2 separate regions of the Sus scrofa genome follow, and region 2 is linked to region 1. Evidence: chromatin contacts called from public HiChIP or PLAC-seq data. All regions are on one chromosome and are shown on one strand. The core of a region is the stretch at or near the end of the contact, and the rest is flanking DNA. Distances in the headings are between cores, read along the strand shown.

Region 1 (5,276 bases), core at 775-3,274:
CTTCTCCAGCTGCATCTACTGGGACCTGAGCCCTGAGCCAGAGCAGCAGTTTCTAAGGACCCTTTTACTCCCTTCTAGAATGGCCAGGGGGGCTAATTCCTCTCCAGGGTGGGACCCTGCCTGTGCCTCTGTTCTTTCCCAGTTGGGCATGGAATACCACCTGTTTCCTTCTCTCGGAGTGAAGGACTTGGTGTGATCAGGTGGCTTTCCTGGCACTGACTTGCCGTCTGTGCAGGTCTCGGCTGCGTTTTGCCCAGTAAGGGATGTGGAGGGATTCCTGGGGTTTTCCTGAGGTGTGGTGGACACGCAGTGATTGAATTCCACTCCTGTGACCAAAGTGTGGGTCCCTGAGGAAGTTTTGGTTTGGGGATCAAATGCATGAAGGCAAACCCAATGGGTTTAAGGTTTCTAATCTCCAGTTGCTGTCTTGGATCTGACTGTAATTTCGCCCTGTGGAATCACTGCTGTGGTATTTGTGGGGAAGGAGGGAGCCTCTGGGGGTGATGTTGGCCTTCCCCAGGGAGGTAGCTGTGGTCCAAACCTTTTCTGCCACCTGCTCTCTTGGGAAGTGACCCAGGGTTGCTCTCAGGAGGTGCGGGATGGGTTCAGAGCAGGTTGGGAGCCCAGATTGGAGCCTCAGTGACCAGCTTCCATACAAAGGTCAACCAAGGAAGTGGCTGTGTTGGAAAAAAATGAAGAGCATTTAAATTGCCACTGTAGGAGGAAGTTGTGTGTGTGTGGGGGGGGCGGCAGTTACAGGAAACGGCATGCCCTTGAACACGAATGCCCTGGGTTCAAATCCCAGCTCTGCTACTTATCAGCCTTGTCACTCCCCATCTTTGATTAAAATGCACACTAGCAGCTGCCGATAGGATTGCCTCAAGCAGGAAATCATTCATCTCCTGAGCATACCTGGACTGGCAGACAAACAGATGGGCCCACTTTCCCAAATAGGTGTCTGAACTGCTCAGTAAGAGAGACTAACCCCTGGGCAGGCAGCTCCATGCTGCAATGGGAACATTTTAGGAAAGCAAGAAGGCAATCGAAATTCAGCCTGATGGGGAAGAGAAGGACTGCCTTTAAGTTCCAACCCTCTTGTCTGTCTTTTGGGGATGAAACTTCTAGGTTTTAATCTCGGGCCACCTGCAGAGACTCACTTGCCTTTTCCAAAGTTACGTGTGAGCTGCTGGCAACAGAGAGGATGCTTCCACCTTTCTGGCTGACAGGAGAGTGGGCTCTGCACCTGACTGTCTGGTTGCGGGCTGCGCTTGGCGTCTTTACCATGCTTTTGGGGGCTCTGACCACCTACTTCTTCATCTGTAAAGTGGGGATAATATTGGTGTCACCTAGGCTTGCCCTGATGATTAAACACAGTTCTGCACAGAGGGAGCCTAGCCCAGCACCTGTACGCCCCAAGTGCTCCCTCTGGGCTGGTTGTCCTTGTAACTTGTAACCAGAGTTCTGAGTTAAGGAGGAGACCCTAAAATGTCCTAAAAGTTTGCACATCATCAACTGGGGATGGGACAGGAGGAGAGCCTCGCTTCTCAGGGCCATCTCTCTGTGCTGGCTGCAGATGAACATGGTCATTTGTAATTGGTGTAGGTGGTTCTAGAACACTTCTTAGATTATAAGTCACCTGGAGAGCTTGTTAAAATGCACGTTCTGATTTAGCAGGCCTGAGATTCTGCGGTCCCATCAAGCTCCCACGTGTTTTCCATGCTGCTGCTCTGATGGACCACACGTGAAGTAGTAGCCAGCAAAGGTCAGCATCAGCCTGGTGATTTATCATTGGGGCTGCTCAGCTCCTTTTGATGGTAACGGTGCAGAGGAAAGAAACATCTCGTTGTCTTGTCAAGAGTGCCAGGAAAAATGTTGGGGGATGTTTGAAGTGGCTGGGACGTGTCTCTATAACTCAGAACAAGAGAAAGAGCAGGCGGTATCTTTTCCACGGCATACCCTGGACTCTGGGCCATTTCCCTGTCTCTGGGGATCAACCTGGTGAAAAGCCAGCTGAATTAACTTCAGAAGAGGCGAGCTCATCAGCTGGCCTGTGGAGCAGTCTTGCTGGCCAGCAGCCTAGGTAAAGAGCAGCGCCAGGCTGCGGAGGAAGCCACGATGTTCTGTAAACAGAGATGCAAGCTCGTCCTCCAACATGCCACCCTGTGAGTGTCATGCACATGTGTGTGCATGCACCCCCTTTTCTCTTGCTTCATTTCCAATTACACGGGGTTGGGGGGAAAACCCTTCTCCTCTGAGCAGCGGATGAAGAGTTTGAACCGGACAGTTGTTCTCTGTGCTTGATCAGCCATTGTTATTAGAACCCTTGAATCCCTCAGACTTGGAAGGACAACATAATTCAGCAGGTCCCTTCTCCACTTCAAATCTTTAAAAAAAATTTTTTTTTGGCTACGCTCTAGGTATTTGGAAGTTCCTGGGGCGAGGATCAAACCTGTGCCACAAACCTGTGCCACAGGTTAGAGGCCAGAACCCTAACCTGCTGAGCCACCAGGGATCTCCTCTTTCTCCACGTGTGATTTTAAAATAAATTCCTGTCTTTCTCTGTCTCAGCTCTCGGCTGGGAGACGTATCACTGGCATTTAAGCTCTCCAGGGTCCTGCCTGCTTGACTGCCTGTGTGTCTGTACCGAGGAGTCTGGAGCAGTGGCACTCTGTGAAAGGCAAAGGTTTCCAGTGCCAATTTGGGGGACAGGCTAGAGAGGCAGGCCATTGTGTCTTGCAGCCACTTCCCTTTCTTTATATGTGATGAATTCTCCCCCTTGTCTGGTGCTTGTGATTTTTTTTTTTTTTTATGGTATGAATTACAAGTGGCATTTATTCGTGGTGCTGATATAAATTTGGAGTTGGTGGGAATTGCTGGACCCAGCCCCGTCCCACAGGCGGAGGAGGCATTTTATGTTCCCCAGCTCCTCCAGCCTGCCTTGTGGAAGGCGGTGGGGGTTTCAGCCCTGGAGGGATGTCAGACTGCTAATTCTTCTCACCTGTGCAAACAAGTGGCGCTGGGGAGAGCCACCCTGGGCTCAGCCCCAGAAGTGAGGGGGGGAAATCAATCCTTTCATGTGGCTTTCTTCTTACTGGAGTTTCATTTGGTGTGTCATCCTGCATTTGCGTGAAAGCTGCCAAACTGCCCTCGTGTGGGTGATGGAGGCAGTGTGGGCTGCTTGGGAAAGTGCTTGCTAAGATTTCTAAAGGCAGTGGGTTCCAGCCCTGCTTCTCCTTGAGGTGTCTGCAGCCGTGGTCCATTGTGGGGAGGCTGGAGCTGCCTGGGGCACACCTGGGGGGGGCCAGATCCCTAGGTGTTACTAAGGGGCAGTGAGCAACTTGGGGGGTGCCCTCCCTTTTGGGGGCCTGCTCCTGTCAGAGCCTAGTAGCATGGTGTGATTTGACTCCTCACAGAATCCAATACTGACTCTAAGACTGACCTAGAATGAAAAGCTCCAGCCAGGAGCCCCTTTCTCTTCTGGGGATTGGAGGGTGGGCTCTGGGGCCGTGGGAATGAAGATGGGATCCACATGCCTTCTTGTGAACCTGACACCATGTCTCTGAGCCAGAGCAGGGGGTGTCTCCTGGGGGTTCTGCCAGCCTTTGCTGAAGGCCAGTCTGAGAGTTTTGGACCTCTGCTCTCTGATCTGGAGACCTCCACCCTTTTGCTCAGCCAGAGTGTTGGTGGGGAGCAGCATCATTCTAAGGCCAGGGTCAGGGTGAATATTTGAGATCTCAGGTGCTTTCAGGACAAAGTGAGGGAAGCCTTCGTCAGCTTTCTTCAGCCCCAGGTGTTTAGGGTCCTTCTAACCTTTGCTAGACACCTTTTCTAGAGATGTGTGACACACAATGCTTTCCATTCCGAGGCAAGTGGGAGATGTTTTCTTTTATAACATGCCCAGTACCATGGGGATGTGAATAACATCTCCTGTCCAGGATGCTGGAGATACAGGGAAGCTCAGGTTCCCTTGAATAGTGGCTTGGCATTGTCTGCCCTTTAAACATCAGTGTGGATTTATTTTTTATTTTTACTTTTTTTGCTCCTTAGGGCTGCACCCATGCATGGCATATGGAAGTTTCCAAGCTAGCGGTTGAATCAGAGCTATAGCTGCCAGCCTATACCACAGCCACAACAATGCAGGATCCTTAACCCTCTGAGCAGGGCCAGGGATCGAACCCGCATCCTTGTGGATCCTCGTTGGGTTCGTTAACTGCTGAGCAATGAAGGGTACTCCCACAGTGTGGATTTTATTTAATGTTTCACTATGCCGGTCCTTGTAGCTCATTACCAAGCTCACTTGACTAGGGGGGTTAGTATTCTTTTGCTGTTGCCTACTTTCCAGAACAGTGCATCCAACTGTAGGGCAGAAATGTTTTTGTAACATCTGGAGGGGAACTTGTGCCACGCCGCATGTTCTGTACCAAATGTGTCTCTCTGTCTTTTTGACGTGTTTGCTCCTTTCTGCCAGCAGAGCAGGGCCCTGCTGGGGACGGCTCATCCCAGGGGCAGCTTTTCCGTTCAAGGTGACGGTGCAGAGCCAAGTTCTTACCCTGCTGGTAGACAAACTATTCTGTCTCCCATTTGCATTGGGATACAGCAGGCAGTTTTTAATTTCCACATGGCTGCTACCTCTTTCCTCTTACCCCTAAATGGTGGGGAGGAGCACACAAGAGAAGTGACATTTTAAAATTTCTTTTCTAAAATGTATTCATTATGGAACATGATGGAGGATAATGTGAGAAAAAGAATGTGTATATATATATGTGTGTGTGTGTGTGAGAGAGAGAGAGACTGGGTCACTTTGCTGTACAGTAGAAAATTGATCGAACATTGTAAACCAACTATAATAGGAAAAAAATCGTTAATTAAAAATAAGTAAAATTTATTCATTAAAGCTTTAAAAAATTTTTACACTTCCAGAAAAGTCATATATATATGTAAAGGGAATGAAATTTTCACAAATTTGTGTAAACACTACTCAGGTTGGAAAATAGAACATTTTAAGCACCTCCCTCCAGAAGTCCTTCTCACTGGTTACAGATTCCTTCCTCCTCCCCAGAGGTAACTGTGGACCTCTAACCCAGTTAAATTTTACCTGCTTCACTTTCAGCCAATGAGTGTCCCTGATGGCTCTTGCTTTGTGAGACTCAGCCTCAAGGTTGCAGGTGAATGTTCATTGATTTTCACTGCTGTGGAGAATTCTCTTTCTACACCACAGTTTACTTACGCCTTCTGGAATTGATGCATCTTTGGGTTCCTTCTAGTTTGGGGCCATT
Region 2 (5,589 bases), core at 2,253-4,752, 80 kb after region 1:
TGCCCCAGCCAGTGGTCCCATCTGGGGCACCACTCCTTGACCTGAGGCATCTGGGCCCTTTTCATTGACCCCAGTCATCGGGGCCCCTTTCAGTAACCATGGTCATGGGGGCTCCTATCATTGCCCTTGGTCTTGGAGGCTCCTTTCAATGACTCCTGGGGGCTCCTTTCATTGGCTCCAGTCATCAGGACCCCTTTTATTGACCATAGTCACTGGTCCCTTTCATTGACCCCAATCATGGGGGCTCTAGTCATTGATTCCAGTCATCAGGGCTCCAGTCATTGGGGCTCCTTTGATTGACCTCTAGGCAGAATTAAAATTAAGTTCTAGATTCCACCATGGCCCTTCAGTGTTGGGGTATAGATGAGACAGGCTGTTGGATAACATGCAGTACTGCCCCCAGAGGTGGTGTGGAGCAACCTGGCCAATGTCCATGTCAGGGTGGGCAACAGGAGTGCCTCTTCCAGTGCAGGTCACTTACCCTCCATCTGCCACATGGGTTTGTTAATGCCGTCAGATATCCCTGGACAGTCTAAGGGAATGTTTTTCCACATTTATTTCAGATTCAGGCTTAAAGAGGATGATAACTGGAGACTTTGGGTATTAGTAGGACAATGAAGAAAATTATCTCTCTCTGGCAATTTTTTTTTTGTCTTTTCTCCTGGTATTCAAGGACATGAGTTATATCTCAATCTTTGCAGTAAAGGGAGAAATGTAGAAATCTGCCCAAAAAATGAACTGGTGGTGGAATAAGGAGAGTTACAGGAGGAAACAGTGGGCAGCTGTGATGATGTGATGGGATGTCAGGTGGAGGCGAAGCAACCTCATGGGTCCAGATGTGCACAGAGTTCAGCATATAGAAGCAGCTCCTTGGTTCTGAGGGAAGGTCAAGTCCCCGGCTTCCAGATAGAGGGAGGATGGGGCACCTTCAGTGCACAGACATCCTCTGTTCTCCTCCCAAGCCCAGCAGCCAGAGCTGGCCAGCTCAGTGTCATCACCCAGACCTCTGCGTTGGGAGCCCAGGGCTGAAACTGGGGTTTTGAGCTTTCCTCACTCTGGTTGCTGACAGATGCACAAGAGTATGTCTGTGGTGGTTCGGGCCATGGTAGGCTTGGCAGGCAAGGGTCTTCCAGGCACCTTTCACTGTCTGCATATCCAGGGCTGAGTTTGTCAGCAGAATGGCTGCATTTGGGCAGTGCAATCAAGGGACAGTGGTAGTTTGCTAGGTAATGCTGAACAGGTGTCAGAAGTGGTATCTATCTGCTGGCATCTTCAGCTATAGGACCACCCTGGGGTTGTTTGGGGGTTATAAGCAGTTGACGTTATACCCATCTCTTTGGTTTCTTCCCTCTCTGTGACCTGATAGGGCTCAATCATGTGCAGAGAGAAGGGATTCCTTTGGCCCCTTCCTCTTATGCTTTAGTAATGGAAAAACCACAGCACCCACTTTGTCACAGAGCATTCGGTGCCATCTGATGACCCAGGCCACTAGAGGAGCTGCTGTGGCTTCTGGCAATGCTGTGGGAACTAGAGGTTCTCTCTGGGGATGACTGCCTTGGCTCCTGTGACAGCGTGGCAGAATCCATTCAGGAAAATAGAAACCACACCGGTTATTTTAACAGAGAGAATTTAACACTGGGGGCAGTTCAGCAGGTCCTGGTAGTGACTGCAGGAAGCAGCCACTGCTTCTAGGTTTGTACCAGGCATCTCAAAGGTGGTTCCCAGACCAGCTGCCACAGCAGCACATGGAATCTCGTTAGAGATGTGAATTCTAACTGAATCAGAAACTCTGAGCAGGGTGGGGGTGGGGAGAGGTCAGCAACCTGTGTTTTAACAAGCCTACAGCTGGCTTCGATTTGAGAACCTCTGGTCCAGGGGAACAAAGGGAAAAGGTTACACATGGGGTGGACCACTTCCTTGGGGTTGTCAGAACCTCCAAGCTTGGAGAAGGGACCTTGTGGACCCAGCATCTAAAACTTGGAAGGAGGGAATCCTAACTAGTGTCCCTGGTACCTCTGAGGCAGGCAGTGAGGCTGACTCTGGGGAGTGGGTGAGAAATGGAACCAGAATTAACTGCTATTGGAAGCAGCTGCCGTGGAAAAGTGTCACTGGGTTAAGCTGATAGGAAGTCCCTTCCCCTCCTCCAGCCTTGCAGCCTCCCTCAAAAGCCCTCCATCTCCCACTTGGCAGTGCTTCCAAGAGAGCCGCCGGCAAAGCAGAAATGAAGTTTGCAGGGTCCCAGCCCCAGCCTTCCTGAGCAGCGTGATAATTTCCTAAGCCAGTCACATGGAATCCCTGAAACTCCTGTTGGCTCATTCAGTCAATAAAATAGTTATGAAGTTCTGAAAAGTGCCAGGCTCTGTGCCCAGCACTGAGCCCAGAGTGTGGAATGGGCCAGGCAGGGTCCTTGCCCTCTTGGAGCTTGTGTGGCCGGCCCTGTGCTCAGTCCTGGGATGTTAACACCATGCCCAACTCCAACAGCCCTCAGGACAGATTTACAACGTATTTCATCAAGCCATTTAAAACAAGCGTTCGGCTCATCTCAAGTCTTAGTAATCTTCATTCTTGGCCTGGGGAGCAGCATGGGGCTCCTGGGAGCTTCCTGGCTACCATAAGCAAGGCAGATGAATGCTGTGTCTGAGAAGGCTCTGTCCCTTACCTGGCTGGGCCTGTACCTCCTTGCTGGCCAGGCTGAAGCCTAAATGTGCTTGTCAGTCCTTGGAGGCTGAGAATCTTAGCTGGTAATTCTGGCCCCTCCCCAGGGTGCTAAATGGAAACCAGGCAGGGCTCAGCCTTCAGTGGTTGTTCTGTGCTCTCACCGGGCGCCCCTGTGTTTCCATGGCTGTCACACACCCTGGTGAAACTGTGAGTGGGCAGGGGTAGTGGGGGCAGGGAGGGAGAGAGAGGAGGGGGAGCGGGGCCTTCCCTGCCCTTGGACAAGCAGCAGAGCCCAGGTGCTGAGAAATGGCACCAAGATCATGCAAGCCAGTGGCAGAAACAGGGTTGACACCGGGCATCTTTTCCCCAGACCCTTCCTCTGGCCTTAGGGGTGCGTTTCTAATCCAGAGAGCATTTGCACTCCAAAACATTCTCTGAGCTCCTCCTGGGCTCTCAAGAAGCTGGAGATGGGATAATAAGGCAGATCCATGTTCTATAAGGAAAGGGGTGGGGTGCTGCTCTAATTACCACCTCGTTCCTTGGGGAGGGGGTGAAAAAAGTTAGGAAAGCTAGGAGAGTAGAAATAGCCGTTTCCCCTCCTCTCCTGGGAAACCCTAAGGGAAGCTCAGAGTAAGTCTGGAAGGAGGATTTATTAGTAGAATTTCACAGCTGAAATAGTGTTCTGAGGTCGAATGGGAATGAATCAAAACTTTCTGGGAGCGACCAGAGCCACACTGATGCGAGACAGCTGGCTGCCTGCTGGCCTGGACGGTGTGGGGGGCCTTGGGGGCCAGGGAAAGGAGACGGCTTGAAGCATGACTCGGAGCCCATCAGCTTTTCCATCAAGATGACATCATTCGACATGGCACGGACACAGGCTGCCAGAAGGAGAGCTGAGGATGGGAAGTGTGTGGTTGGAGCAAGCCTTAATCAGAACCAGCACCTCCCCGAGCCGGGCTGGCTGGGCTGGCTGTGTTGGGGGCGGTTTCACTGGCAACTCAGGCGGCCTGACGCACCCATCCTCCCACCGGGTGGGCTGATTCTCTGGCGTCTCCTTCACTTGGTGGGGGCAGAGGCTCCCTTCAGACACACTTGGCGTGGGGGCTGTTTAAAAGTACCAGTTGAGCTCAGGGATTTTGGATGGGCTGCACTTCTTACCACTCTGGCAGGTTTGAGATCCTCCTTGCTTAGGCTGGGTTTCCCGTCATACATCTCTTGGTTTTGTGTGAGAAGAAAGAATTTGATAAGGAGCTAACTTCTTTTTGTGTAATTTAAAAGGCCCAAATAGATTTTATTTTTTTATTTATTAGCCTCACCCAGGGCATGAGGAAGTTTTCAGGCCAGGGATTGACCCCATACCACAGCAGTGACAACGCTGCATCCTTAACTGCTAGGTCACGAGGGAGCTCCTCAAAAATAGATTTTCAATCAAGGAGAAGCACTGAGTAGGCAGTTCTAAAGAGGAATTAATTCCAACTTGATTGCATTTAGCACATTGGATAATTTGGTCTCTCTGTGATTGGATGCTTTTTGCGTTTTAGTAATTTCTGATAGGTGAGCCTGTTGACATATGCAAACACCACCCAGAGCAGAGCAGCAGTTGTGATCATCAGCTCAGTGTTAGTAACTCTGAGCTGTTTCTCCCCTCCCTTGAATTGCAAGAGGGAAATATGGGGCCAGTGATTCTGCAGTGATATGAGGCTTTGGAGAGCTTAATGTTTCTGAAGTACCCCACAGGGCTTGGCCCTCAGGGAAGGTTGAACTTATTCCCTTTTCCAGACTCGGCCCATTTTAATTCACCATCTTGCAGAAGCAGAGCCTGCACAAGGATTTGAGGGCATGTCATTGAGTCAGGAGGTGATGCCAGGAAGTACCAGTAGGAAAGAAGGACAATGAGACAGGAAGGGAAGGCAGCCACATTAATCAGAGTTCACCAGAGAAACAGAATGAATAGGATATGTGTGTATGGATATTGTAGCTCAGAGGCAGTCTGAAAGCGGCTTCCTTCTTTTTGCAAAGACCTTTGTCTTTTTCCTCTTAAGGCCTTCTACTGATTAGGTGAGGCCCACCCACATTGTGGATGGTAACCGCTTTATTCAGAGTCTACTGATTTAAAGGTCAATCTCATCTTAAAAACACTTCCACTGTGACATCCTGATGGGTGTTTGACCAAATATCAGGCTACCGTGATAGGTTAGTTCAGGTTTACTCATGAAAGACACCATTACAGCAGCCAGTTAGAGGGTGTGTCATTGAACAAGTTACCACTGTAACAGGTGGCTGGAGCTGAATCCTGCTGGGGACGCCTGGGAGCCAGTGTGGAACACACTGCATGGTTACCCCACTCAAAGGACTGGGGAGCTGGAGTCATGCGTTACTGAGGGCTGTCCCAGGGACTCTAGTTCTGGGTGCTCCTGGCCTGCCGTGCACATGGGCTGAGCCATCAAAGCCCCAGAAAAGGGGATGCTGGTGCTGGCAGTTAAAAGTTGGGCTGGACAGCAGAGAAACGGTAGAAGCCAAGAGGATGTGGGTGGGGCACTGATGCTATCTGTGCACTCTTCCTGTGTTCATTTCCACCCAGGCTTTCTCTGATGAGGTGGTTCAGACCCGCTCTTCTCTCCATGGTTACTCTTCATGGCCACTCAGGGGAGGGCACGCAGGAGGATGGCCGGGAGGGGGGCTGCAGACAGGTCCCAGCTCAGCCGCTGCCACAGCCACCACGTTGATTTACCCCCTCCGATGCATTCCGGCTCATCTTCCAGCAATACCTCTCTCCAGCTCTGACCTTGCTAAATGGAACTTGGAAAGGCACTTCATTTCTACTTTTTCTTTCTTACTGTTCGGTGGTCACCTAGGGAAATTGTGATCAGGAGGAAGTAAATTGGCCAAAGTTCTGTTCTAAATCTCTTTATTTGTTAGGTCCTGCTGTCT

The links. HiChIP or PLAC-seq counts read pairs in DNA pulled down with a chosen protein or histone mark.
Region 2: a contact with region 1 is called in an H3K27ac HiChIP or PLAC-seq map of skeletal muscle. The contact joins two enhancer-like sites. A contact is called at or near these places in 2 of 47 Hi-C or Micro-C datasets (epiblast stem cells and skeletal muscle) and 1 of 2 datasets of contacts at active chromatin or transcription factors (skeletal muscle).

Annotation. Positions count from the first base shown.
Region 1 is chr13:22,310,282-22,315,557 of Sscrofa11.1, forward strand. The region is part of intron 1 of ITGA9 (integrin alpha-9); the gene reads left to right. Among named protein-coding and RNA genes, the nearest start is that of ITGA9, 14 kb to the left of the region's middle. Within about 2 kb of position 2,025, at least 7 of the 83 cell types and tissues checked have an H3K27ac peak or open chromatin away from gene starts, as enhancers often do. A contact at or near this core is called in skeletal muscle, where this site is marked.
Region 2 is chr13:22,389,274-22,394,862 of Sscrofa11.1, forward strand. All of the region lies in intron 14 of ITGA9 (integrin alpha-9), which reads left to right. Among named protein-coding and RNA genes, the nearest start is that of ITGA9, 94 kb to the left of the region's middle. Within about 2 kb of position 3,503, at least 14 of the 83 cell types and tissues checked have an H3K27ac peak or open chromatin away from gene starts, as enhancers often do. A contact at or near this core is called in skeletal muscle, where this site is marked.